2 separate regions of the Mus musculus genome follow, and region 1 is linked to region 2. Evidence: chromatin contacts called from public Hi-C data. All regions are on one chromosome and are shown on one strand. Each heading gives the region's core, a stretch centred on a gene start, on an enhancer-like site or on the middle of the called end of the contact. The rest is flanking DNA. Distances are from core to core; before and after follow the strand shown. Region 1 overlaps Arhgap24 (Rho GTPase activating protein 24). Region 2 overlaps Arhgap24 (Rho GTPase activating protein 24).

Evidence for each region. A called contact is a pair of places that touch in the nucleus more often than the background predicts.
Region 1: a contact with region 2 is called in a Hi-C map of muscle stem cells, with 3 times the contacts expected there. The contact joins two enhancer-like sites. A contact is called at or near these places in 5 of 484 Hi-C or Micro-C datasets (cortical neurons, embryonic fibroblasts, muscle stem cells and 1 more).

What each region holds. Positions count from the first base shown.
Region 1 is chr5:102,689,809-102,695,171 of GRCm38.p6, forward strand. The region is part of intron 3 of Arhgap24 (Rho GTPase activating protein 24); the gene reads left to right. Among named protein-coding and RNA genes, the nearest start is that of Gm30396, 61 kb to the left of the region's middle. Within about 2 kb of position 2,868, at least 14 of the 459 cell types and tissues checked have an H3K27ac peak or open chromatin away from gene starts, as enhancers often do. A contact at or near this core is called in muscle stem cells, where this site is marked.
Region 2 is chr5:102,501,612-102,506,621 of GRCm38.p6, forward strand. All of the region lies in intron 1 of Arhgap24 (Rho GTPase activating protein 24), which reads left to right. Among named protein-coding and RNA genes, the nearest start is that of Arhgap24, 23 kb to the left of the region's middle. Within about 2 kb of position 2,775, at least 15 of the 459 cell types and tissues checked have an H3K27ac peak or open chromatin away from gene starts, as enhancers often do. A contact at or near this core is called in muscle stem cells, where this site is marked.

The DNA.
Region 1 (5,363 bases), core at 1,618-4,117, 190 kb after region 2:
GTCTCTGGATGGCCTTTCCTTCAGTCTCTGATCCATTTTTTGTCCCTGCTTCTCCTTTAGACAGGAAAATTTCTGGGTTGATATTTTTGAGTAGTCCCATCCCTCAACTGGGATTTACCTATTTACTGGACATGGTTTCTACAGGTTCTTTCTTCCCTTTGTTGGGTACTTTGGCTTATGTCACCCCTGTTGGGTCCTGAGAACCTCTTGCTTTCCTGGTATCTGGGACTTTCTAGTGGCTACCCCAGTTCCTCATGCCCCACTGCTACATATTTTTGTTCAATTTCCTGACCCTCTGTACTTCTCTTTCATCTCTTCCCATACCTCATCTTGTTCCTTCCCCCCCCCTTCCTTCTCTTTCCCTCCTAGGTCCCTCCCTCCCTCTATGTCCCATGATTATTTTGCTACCCTTTCTAAGTAGGACTGAAGCATCCACACTGTGGTCTTCCTTCTTCTTAAGCTTCATATGGTCTGTGAATTGTATCATGGGTATTCTGAGCTGTGGGGCTAATATCCACTTATCAGTGAGTACATATCATGTGTGTTCTTTTGTGTCTGGGCTACCTCACTCAGGAAGATATTTTTCTTAATAAGTATAATAACCACCAGAAGAATTTGCCACCTGATACAGAATATCATATTTAAAGGTAACCATAAAGCAGCAGACAGGGAGTATTTTCCACCGTTAATTCCACACCATACTTAAATGTGGGTGTGAGTTTAAAATAAGGTACCATTTTGGTTAAAATAGCTGTCACGATCAACTAAAGTATCTCAGTGTCCAGTAAAGGGAGAAAAAGGAGAGAGGCTTAAAAATGTAAGTGTTTATTTGGTACCTGTTAGCATGCTACCTGATATGGAAACCATGAGAAGTGAATAAAACATAGCCGCTGTTGCCATGAATATCTGAATAACGATCTAGCTGGCCACAGAACACCAGTGTAAGTATAAAACATGCTGGGCTGTTCTCTGAAGCAGCATCCTGAAGGAGTAGTTTAGAAGGATATTTCCCATCAATTCCACAGCTTATCCCAATGCCCAGCCAGCTTCAAGGCTTGATGCTCTGATACTGACTTTCCCAAATGCAGATCCTTCCCTTGGAGACTGAGAATCTTAGAAAATCAACAAACCAACAAATGGACACAATTACATGCAAAGGACACATTGGCTTGCAAGCAAAACCTAGGGCAGTTTTGTGGGCTTGTTTTGTCTTCCTATTGTCTTGGAGATTTTCCAGGGTGGTTGAAAGGGTGCAGCTGGAGCAGTGATATAAGTGCTGTTGGGTTTGCACTGTGTATATTGCTCAAGTGGTCAAATGAGGGGATTAGCAACCAGGTGCCCAGTTTGCAGGAATAGACAGGCTCACCTAGAACACCCACTTTGTCAAAGAATTTTCCCTTCGTGATTCAGATCCTAATCTGTGTAATGCAGCCCCACACTCCCTATCTTCTATGCTTCAGATTCAGCCATCCATCCTGTAGACCCACTAATCAGTTCCTGAGCCATCCAGACATCCTGTAGACCCACTAATCAGTTCCTGAGCCATCCAGCCATCCTTTAGGCCCACTAATCAGTTCCTGAGCCATCCATCCTCTAGACCCACTAATCAGTTCCTGAGCCATCCATCCTCTAGACCCACTAATCAGTTCCTGAGCCATCCAGCCATCCTCTAGGCCCACTAATCAGTTCCTGAGCCATCCATCCTGTAGACCCACTAATCAGTTCCTGAGCCATCCATCCTCTAGACCCACGAATCAGTTCCCAAGCCATCCACACATCCTATAGACTCACTAATCAGTTCATGTGTCATCCATCCTATAGACCTACTGATCAGTTCTGAGCCATCCAGCCATCCTGTAGATCTACTAATAAATTCCTGAGACATCCAGCCATCCTGTAGACCCACTAATCAGTTCTCAAACCATCCTGTAGATCCATTAATCAATTCCTGAACCATTCAATTTCAAGAGCTGCATTTTTTCTTGTGATATTTGTTTTGACTGTTTTTCTTCATCCCTTATAAAACTTTATTTTTAAAAACTATCCATCTTGTGCCCTAACTTCTATCTGAACTGTAGAGTAGGTAAGCTATTCTCTGTTAGGAAGTGACCTGGTTTGGGACAGCACTCAGGTTGTTGGTCTGTTTCTTTGAAAATACAGAAATGATAGTCTTCACAAACCTTGTTTCCATCTGATCAGATCAAGGTTGCGCATCTTTGCCAGTGGGTACAAATGGCCATGTCACAGCTGCGGCTTCCCCTCACTTAAATCCACCCTGCTCAGCATTAGAAACTGTCCTTCTGCTTTCAATGACATGCCTGAAGCAACAAGCAAATCCACCTCTGATGTAAGCATTTTAACTTTGCTAGGTCTCACCACGAGTTTGAGTTTCACTTTGATCTCAAATCATGACACTATTAAATTTTTTCCAAGGACAATGGATCTAATGCACATCTCCTAAGAGAAAAATAAAATGTCTGAGAGGCAGTCTCAGCAACTACTTTTTGTACCGGGACTGAGAAAAGCAAAGCATTGAGGACACATCAAACAAAAAAGAAAAACAGAACCCGCTATGTCATGACCTTACAGTAGCCCAGGATTGAGCCATACTCAAAGCTGGAGTTTAGTTTAAAACAGAATCATTTTTAGTGGTTTTTAAAAAATCATCAGAATACAACAGTCTATAGAAACAGTGCTTGAAGGAGTAGAGAGGATGTTTGTTAAAGGAATGGTGTTGTAATATGTTGTGAGGTACTCAAAGGTAGGAACAATAAACTAGGTATCCTTACTAAGATAACTGGACTCACCGAGATGCTCCATTTCTTTGGATGCCTGGGTTGTGAGAATGTGGAACACAGTACAGAATGCACGTCAACACTGCCCTCTACAGGTCTCAGAAGCAGTTACTTGCCTTAGCCTCTAAATGGCTGGATTTAAAGGCATGCTTGCATGAAAAGACTCAAACTGATGAGTGTTTTAGCTGTTAGGTACCCCGGGCCATCTCTATATCTCTGCACTAAGACAGCAGTTACACAAATCCTCGATGCTTCTAGGAACATATGATGTTGAGAGTTCTTAAAAGAATTTTATCTTGTGGTCCACTAGGAATGAAGACATGCTTTGCTGGAGTGACAGTGACAGAGAAGCTATGGGATATGTGAGGTCTGCCTGGATGCTCTAACATAGATAGCAGCAGTGTGGCTCTGATGTTTTCCTGTTATAGAGAAAATATAGTAAGATTGCTGGCCCCATAATAAAATCTAGAGAGTAGAAGGATATGCCATCCAGCCTAGAAGAGTAGCCAAATATTAGGGCTTCTTAGATGGAAGATGGGTGTTTTTATAAATTGTGGGTGTCTGTGACAAGCAATAAGAAATGAAGGATCATATAATTTAAGGTAGGAAAACTTCAAAAATGACTGGCTTGAAAAGAAAAGTTTCTGGAGAAAGAAACTTGTTTGACCTCACAAGTGTGAGAGAAAAAGGCCAAAGCCTCCCAGTGCACACAGCAAAACCTAAATGGGGTCAAGGTCAGAACTGCACAATGGTGTGGAACTTGTTGGTACTCAAACTTGCTTAATCATGAAGAGGAAAGAGCAGCTGTGTAAACACTGTGTTAGTGTTTGCTGGTATTTGGCCGTAATCTGAGGAGCAAGGCCTCAGATGTATGTTGTTTGTGTGAACACGTGGGCTATGGAGAAACAGAGATGTCAACTCCTACCTACATTAGGATACTGGATATAAGTGGTACTGAGGAGAGTAGGGGGAGATGGCTCAGTCCCTAATGTGATTGTCACACAACCGTGTGGACCTGAGTTTGGATCCCACTACCTATGCTTAAAAAGCCAGGTGTGGAGGCACAGGACATGAACTCCAGTGTGGAAGGAGGGCTGTGTGGGTAGATGGGGGTAGGTAGAGGTAAGAGGGTTATGGGACTCAGGAGCTCATTGCCTACCCAGTCTAGGCAATCAGTGATCTCCAGGTTCAGTGATACACTCTGTCTCAAAAGTTAAGCTGAGGAAGACATACTGTTGATCTCTGACCTCCCTCTATGTACCTCTATGTGTGTCCACCATCAAGGACACTTATATACACTTACATTCACCACACACAATGCACACAGAGTAGTAGACTGTATTAGAGAGGCAGTTACAGAAGGAGGAAGTCCTTCTGAAGTGCTCAGTGAAGTTACCACCAAGTCTCAGGAGAAGACAGCCACTCGCCAACAGCTCCCTGGTGGTAGGAGATGTCTTGGTTTCTTTCCTCTATGTAGTCACCTGACTGTCTTAGTCAACAGGGTGTGGTATGGTAACCGACAGCACTGCAGACATCATAGCCCTCTGACCACAGACAGATACTGAAGATCTCTTAGTAGTAGCCAACGCTTCTTGAATGAGGAATGACACATAAATGAAATGCCATTCCTATAGCCAAACAGATGTAGCATCAGTTAAGAATCAAATAGTAAGAAAAAAAGATTTAATGTGCGGCTTCAGATTATGTTCTAAATGTGGATTTTGAGGAGGTTTCTTTAATTCTTGTTCTGTGGACAACTTCAGTTCAAGTTGGCATTAAAAATGTTAGTCATTGCTTGGAACTCAACAAAGTTTGTGTATGCCCAGTGTCATATGTGCCATAAATTTATGTCCTTCTGTGAGCCGCATTTACTTACTTCTAAGGGAAAATCAAGGGTTTGCAGGCTGGAAGCCATCTGTCCACTGCACATCTGTGAGCTGTAACTAAGGGCTCAGGAGATGGATCTGTGGGTGGATAAACTGCTTGCTGCACAAATGTGAAGACAGGAGCTCAGATTCCCAGAACCCAAGGAAACTGGATGTCATCGCACATGTCTGTAATCCCACTGCCTCTTCAGTGAGATGGAAGGCAGGGACAGGAGAATCCTATCCCGGGAAGCTCACAGGCTTCATGTATGCCACAGTAAACAAGACCATAGAAAGGAAGGTAAGGATTTATAACAGAGGCTACCCTCTAACTTCTACACGTGTGCCATAGAATGCCCATATACCCCCCACATGAACATATCCATTCTATAAGCACATCTCATGTGTATGTGTAATAAAATGGTAAAAATGCTTTAAAGGAAAATTACTACTAATGGTGGTGGCAGTCATGGAATAGAGATACTAAATGTTCTAGGTACTTTTCTGTCAATGTTATCAAATATGGTGACAAAAAGCACCTTGGGGGAGAAGGACTTTGTTTTAGTTTATAGCTCCACATGTATGGAGTCCATCATGGTTTGGGAGACATAGCAACAGGCAAGAAAAGCATAGTGACAGGCACAGGGAACTGGGTGATTGCAATTCATCCACATACAGGAAGGAGCAAGGGCAGGAATAGAAA
Region 2 (5,010 bases), core at 1,525-4,024:
ATGGGTGACTGTGGTGTGTGTATGTATGCATGTGTGTGTGTGTGTGTGTGTGTGTGTGTGCCAGCTTGTGTGTATGTATGTGTGGTGTAGTATGTGTCTGTGTTCATGTGTGATTGTGGTGTGTGAGTGTGAGTGTGGTGTGGTGTGGTGTGTGTTGTGAGTGTGAGTGTGGTGGTGTGGATGTATGAGAGTATGGTGTGGTGTACGTGTATGTTTGTGTATGTATGTGGTGGTAAGTGTGGTGTGGTATGTGTATGTGTGTATATGTGTGGTGTGTGCATGTGTGTGTATGTGATTGTTATGTGCATACATGCGCATTGTGTGTGTGGGTGACTGTGGTGTGTGTATGTGTGCATGTGTGTGTGTGTGTGTATGAGTGTGGTATGATATGTGTCTGCGTTTATGTGTGATTGTGGTATGTGAGTATGAGTGTGGTGTGGTGTGTGTGTTATGTATGTGTGAGTGTGGTGGTGTGTGTATGAGGGTAACTGTGGTGTGGTGCATGTGTATGTATGTGTATGTATATGGTAGTGAGTATGGCGTGGTGTGTATATGTGTGTCTATGTGTCTTCTGTGCATGTGTGCATGTGTGCAGTGCTGGGAAATGAACCTAGGTGCTCACCCATGCTAGATATGGTCTACCACTGAACTACACCCTCAGCCTTGGGAAATATCATTTAAAGAGTAAGGATATATTATTGTATTATTTTTACTGGCTTAATATCTTTAATATTAATTTGTCTCATACAGGAAATAAATGAACTGAAAACAAGCCTTCTTCCAAGTTTCTATAACTGAATACAAGTTAAAACCTCACTAAAGTCCCCTGATAAGAAATGACCTAAGCCAAAAATAATCCTGCAAGCTGCCAGGCCTTCTGTTTTTCTGAAGGACATGACTTATATACTCCAGTCAGACCCAGCCCCTCACCACTTCCTTCTTTTCTTCTTGGTCATATGATTGAGTAAGGGCCCAAGGAAGAAGAGGGCACAAGATGTAGGGAAGGAAGAATGACCTAAGGTTGGTTACAGTTAAGCATAGCAAAGCATTCTTTGTAACCAGACGTTACCAGACAGGCGAACTGGACTCCTTTCTATCATGTTTAGAATCCAGTGCTATCTAACATGGCCAGCGCAGAAAGCACTTTGCTTGGATAGAGAGAAACAGTAGGGTGAGCCTGTCCTCAGCTCTGGTCTATACGTATTGCATTATTCTGTTTGTGTAGTGGAAGTTGGCCATTTAATGCTAGTCTTTACACTAGGGAGGTTTGAACCTCATTTTGACTTGGTAGTTTTTTTTGACTCATTCAGGAGTTGAGCTAGTTTGTTGTTAATCTTGTGAGATTTTGACTTTGAAAAACAAAAACAAGCCCTCTTTTCTTTTAGTGAACACAATGTCCACTGCTGCTCACACTTGGTGGATGCAGAGCTCTGGAACCTCTGTTAATGCTGACAGCCTCACAACTTTGGCTTATGACGGTATATTTTTTTTGGAGCTACAGGGAATGGTTTGGGGGAAGATACCACAGGTATTGAGCTGCTGAGTTTTCTTGAGCAATTCATAGATAAGACACGGTTGTCCTTGGGAAGTCTGGGCTGTATGATCTGCTTGTGGCCCAGCAGCTAACAGCTTGTGTGCATTATCATATGACAGCAGTGTCCTCTGCAGACATAGGGTCAGTGAGTTGTGCACAGGAATCCTTGGAACGATGAGAATTAAATGCTTGTTTGTTTACTTTTTGTAGCTAAGAACAAAGTGTTCCTTTTGTGATGAAGTATACTTCAATCTTCTGGGCTTTGAGTTTTCACCTTCTGCATGCATTATTGATCATCTTTCTCTACAAGTGTCATGTCAAGCCAGACAGACTTTAATTATAATAAGGAAACTCCACAGAATGTTAATATAATGGTGATACAATACTGTGAGGATTGGTTCTAAGCTCTAAGCTATACTAAATTGTAGTAAGATGCACAGTCTTAGATTCTTCACGGTTCATGTGTTTACGGCATCTTTGCATATTCCTATCTGTAGCTGTTAGCGCCCATACTTTGGTGGTTCCTCAGATACCTTTTAGAAAATTGATATAAAAAAAATCTTTGAGTGACACTTTACCTTTCCTAGGAAGACTCCACTAACAAACTATGATGTGACTTTGATGTGAGTGAAGTTGCTTTGTGAGATTTACAAGTGAATGTTGCAGGAGGAAGGCATTTCAGAGAGAGAAAATCCATTTACCAGGAACAGAGTTGGAATGAAACCATTGGGAAGGATTCAGGGAATGTCTCAGAGTCCAGGATGCTGTTGAACATGGCTGGATGTTGAACATGGACATGAAGGATGAAGACATGACTAAACTTAGTGAGGAATTATAGAGGAGGGCAAGGGAGGACACAACACGTGGGAAAGACCCTCACCAACTGGCCTGAGTCACAGGTGCTGGTGACTAAGTCCTCTTGGCCCCAAGGGTGCCAAACCAAAGCATTCAATCACATGATTTCCTAAAACCAAAAATATGGTTTCATGCCTCAGCTCTGTCAAAGCCATATGCATTTTTGTGGAAAATAACATCTGTGTTTTTTAATTTTAACATGTGGAAAAGAATAATTATTTTTCAGAGTTTTTTCTTTAAAGATTTATTGTAGAGGCGAAGTATTACTTTGCAATACTTTGTAAGTTCAAAGCATATTATTATCTTTCTGCCTTCTGTTATAGTTAGCACTAAGATGCATGTCTGCAAAGCCTGCTGTTTTATGCTAGATCGAGAAACACAACATCCTGTCTCCCACTTAGTGGGTTCATGATTTCAGGTCAGTGCATAGCAAGGGTTTGCTAGTTCGGGGGTATTCCTTGCCATCTGAGTTTCTTTCCCACTTTTATTTTCCGATAAGTGAAACACTAGCAGATGTGATATGGCTGAGTTCCCTTTCCTCTGAAGTTGTTCAACAAAAAGCGTTCAGTCACTTATCCAAGTAAAATAAGTCTACACACATGAGATAGATGATTGGTTTCTTTCCTTTCCTTCAGTGAGAGAAATGGAGAGTTTTAGGAAACACAATACTTGTTTACAAAGAGTCAGTGTTCCTGCTTCATGAGTGACTAATACCTTGAATGTTGTCCAGGCCCTTGCCATAGAAGAAATAAAGATGCAGTAAGAGGATGACCACGTGACTTGAACTGTGGCGAGCAAGGTCAGGCCACACTCACAGGTGTAATAGACAGATACCCAGTCCTGTGTTTCCCTTGGAAACAGTGTTGCTAGCTTGGTTGCTTTGCTGGGACCTGATTACTGTGCTATTTCCAAATGTGTCCGTTATGTTAATGGTAAAAGAAAGAGGTCAGCAACATGGTGAATCTTGCTTACTTACTTACATACATACATACTTAACTACTGAGCCTTACTCCTGGCTCAGATCCTGCAAAGCAGGGACAGGTCTTAGGTGAGGATCCTCTGGGATGTTACCCCACTGTGACTACAGTTACTCCACGGTGACAGAAAAGGAATACTCCCCTCTCCTAATGCCCAGAGATGATCTAGAAATAAGTTCCTGGAATCTACATTTCAACAACTTCTCTACTACATACTTTATAAACTACTTTTCAAAACTATTTACTAAAAATCCTAATACTTGGTGTTTCCATCTATAACCTGAGATGTAGCTACTCATAGCAAAAAGAAAAAAAAAGAAAAAGGGAAAGCTATCTTCTGTATTGAAAGTTGTGGGGGGAGCTGACAGCAATTAAAATTACTAACATTAATTTATTGATTTCTAATTGCTTAGAACGCTTGTACTTTCAATGCAATGATTTCATACCTCTCGTGAACTCACAGATAAAAATCTTGCCTTATCTTCCTGTATTCTTTCCTATTGGCCCCATATACCATGAAATTATTCCTGGGGAGACAAGAGGAAGTCTATGACAGATCAAAGTAGTAATATCACCAAAGTGTAACTCGGTGAGCTATGAGTTACTTTAAGGAGTATTGGTGAGGGGTCACTCACAGGATCATGGATAACTCAAAGGTAGTTGTGTCACTGAAAGCCTGTGGCAGTGTGGGTGACGACTTGTGAAGACTGGACCCCCAAGCTCTCTGCATGGCTTGCAGTCAGCAGGTGCATATGGGAGAGTCTTCCTTCGGAACTCCATAAGCAGCTTCCTTTCCATATGTAGTGTTTCAGTTTGGAGGAGATGGTTCTACAACAGCTCACAGTTCCTGGACCTGGCCTTTGCATGATTGTATTATTGCTATTTGGGATAACAGCTTTGCCTCTCTGTACTTGTTTTTTGTTGAAATCCAGTAACAACTGGTAGATGGTGTCATGGTCCGTCTTAATAAACCATGATGTGCTAATTAGCTTTTGTCAACTTGACACATGCTAGAATGATCTTGGGAAGAGGGACACTCCACTGAGGAAGTACCACCATTAGATTGGCCAGAAGAAACATCTATGGGATCATTTTCTTTTTTAATGATTGATGTGGGAAGGCCCAGTCTACTGTGCTTCTGGGTTATATAGAAACGCATCTCGGATGAACCATGAGAGGCAAGCCAGTACAGCTCTCCTCTAAGATTTCTGCCTCACTTTGTGCCTCTAGGTATCACCCTAAGTTCCTGCCTTGGCTTCCCCTGATGATGGATGCTATCTCAAAGTGTAAGCCATATGAGCTATCCACAGCCCCGGCTGGCTCCATCATTGTTTTATCACAGCAACAGAGAAATGAATGATGGTGCATGGCTTTCATCAACTTATTCCACTGCAAGGGTCTTCTTCAGTGGCCTCCTGCTGTGGCCTGATGCACTCAGGCTCATGGGGGCTGGCCTTCCCCTGTCTTCTCCTTTCTTTAGACATTCCTCAGCAGAGCACAGCGGGCCCCTTTCCTGCCCTTGTCTGTCTTCTCAGGACTGACTTGGGTTCATGCAGCTTTCCTTGCCTCTGTCCCTGCAAAATGCATCATTCCACACTTTAAGGTTTTGAAGAACTTTCTTGCTGTACAATCAATTTATCATTT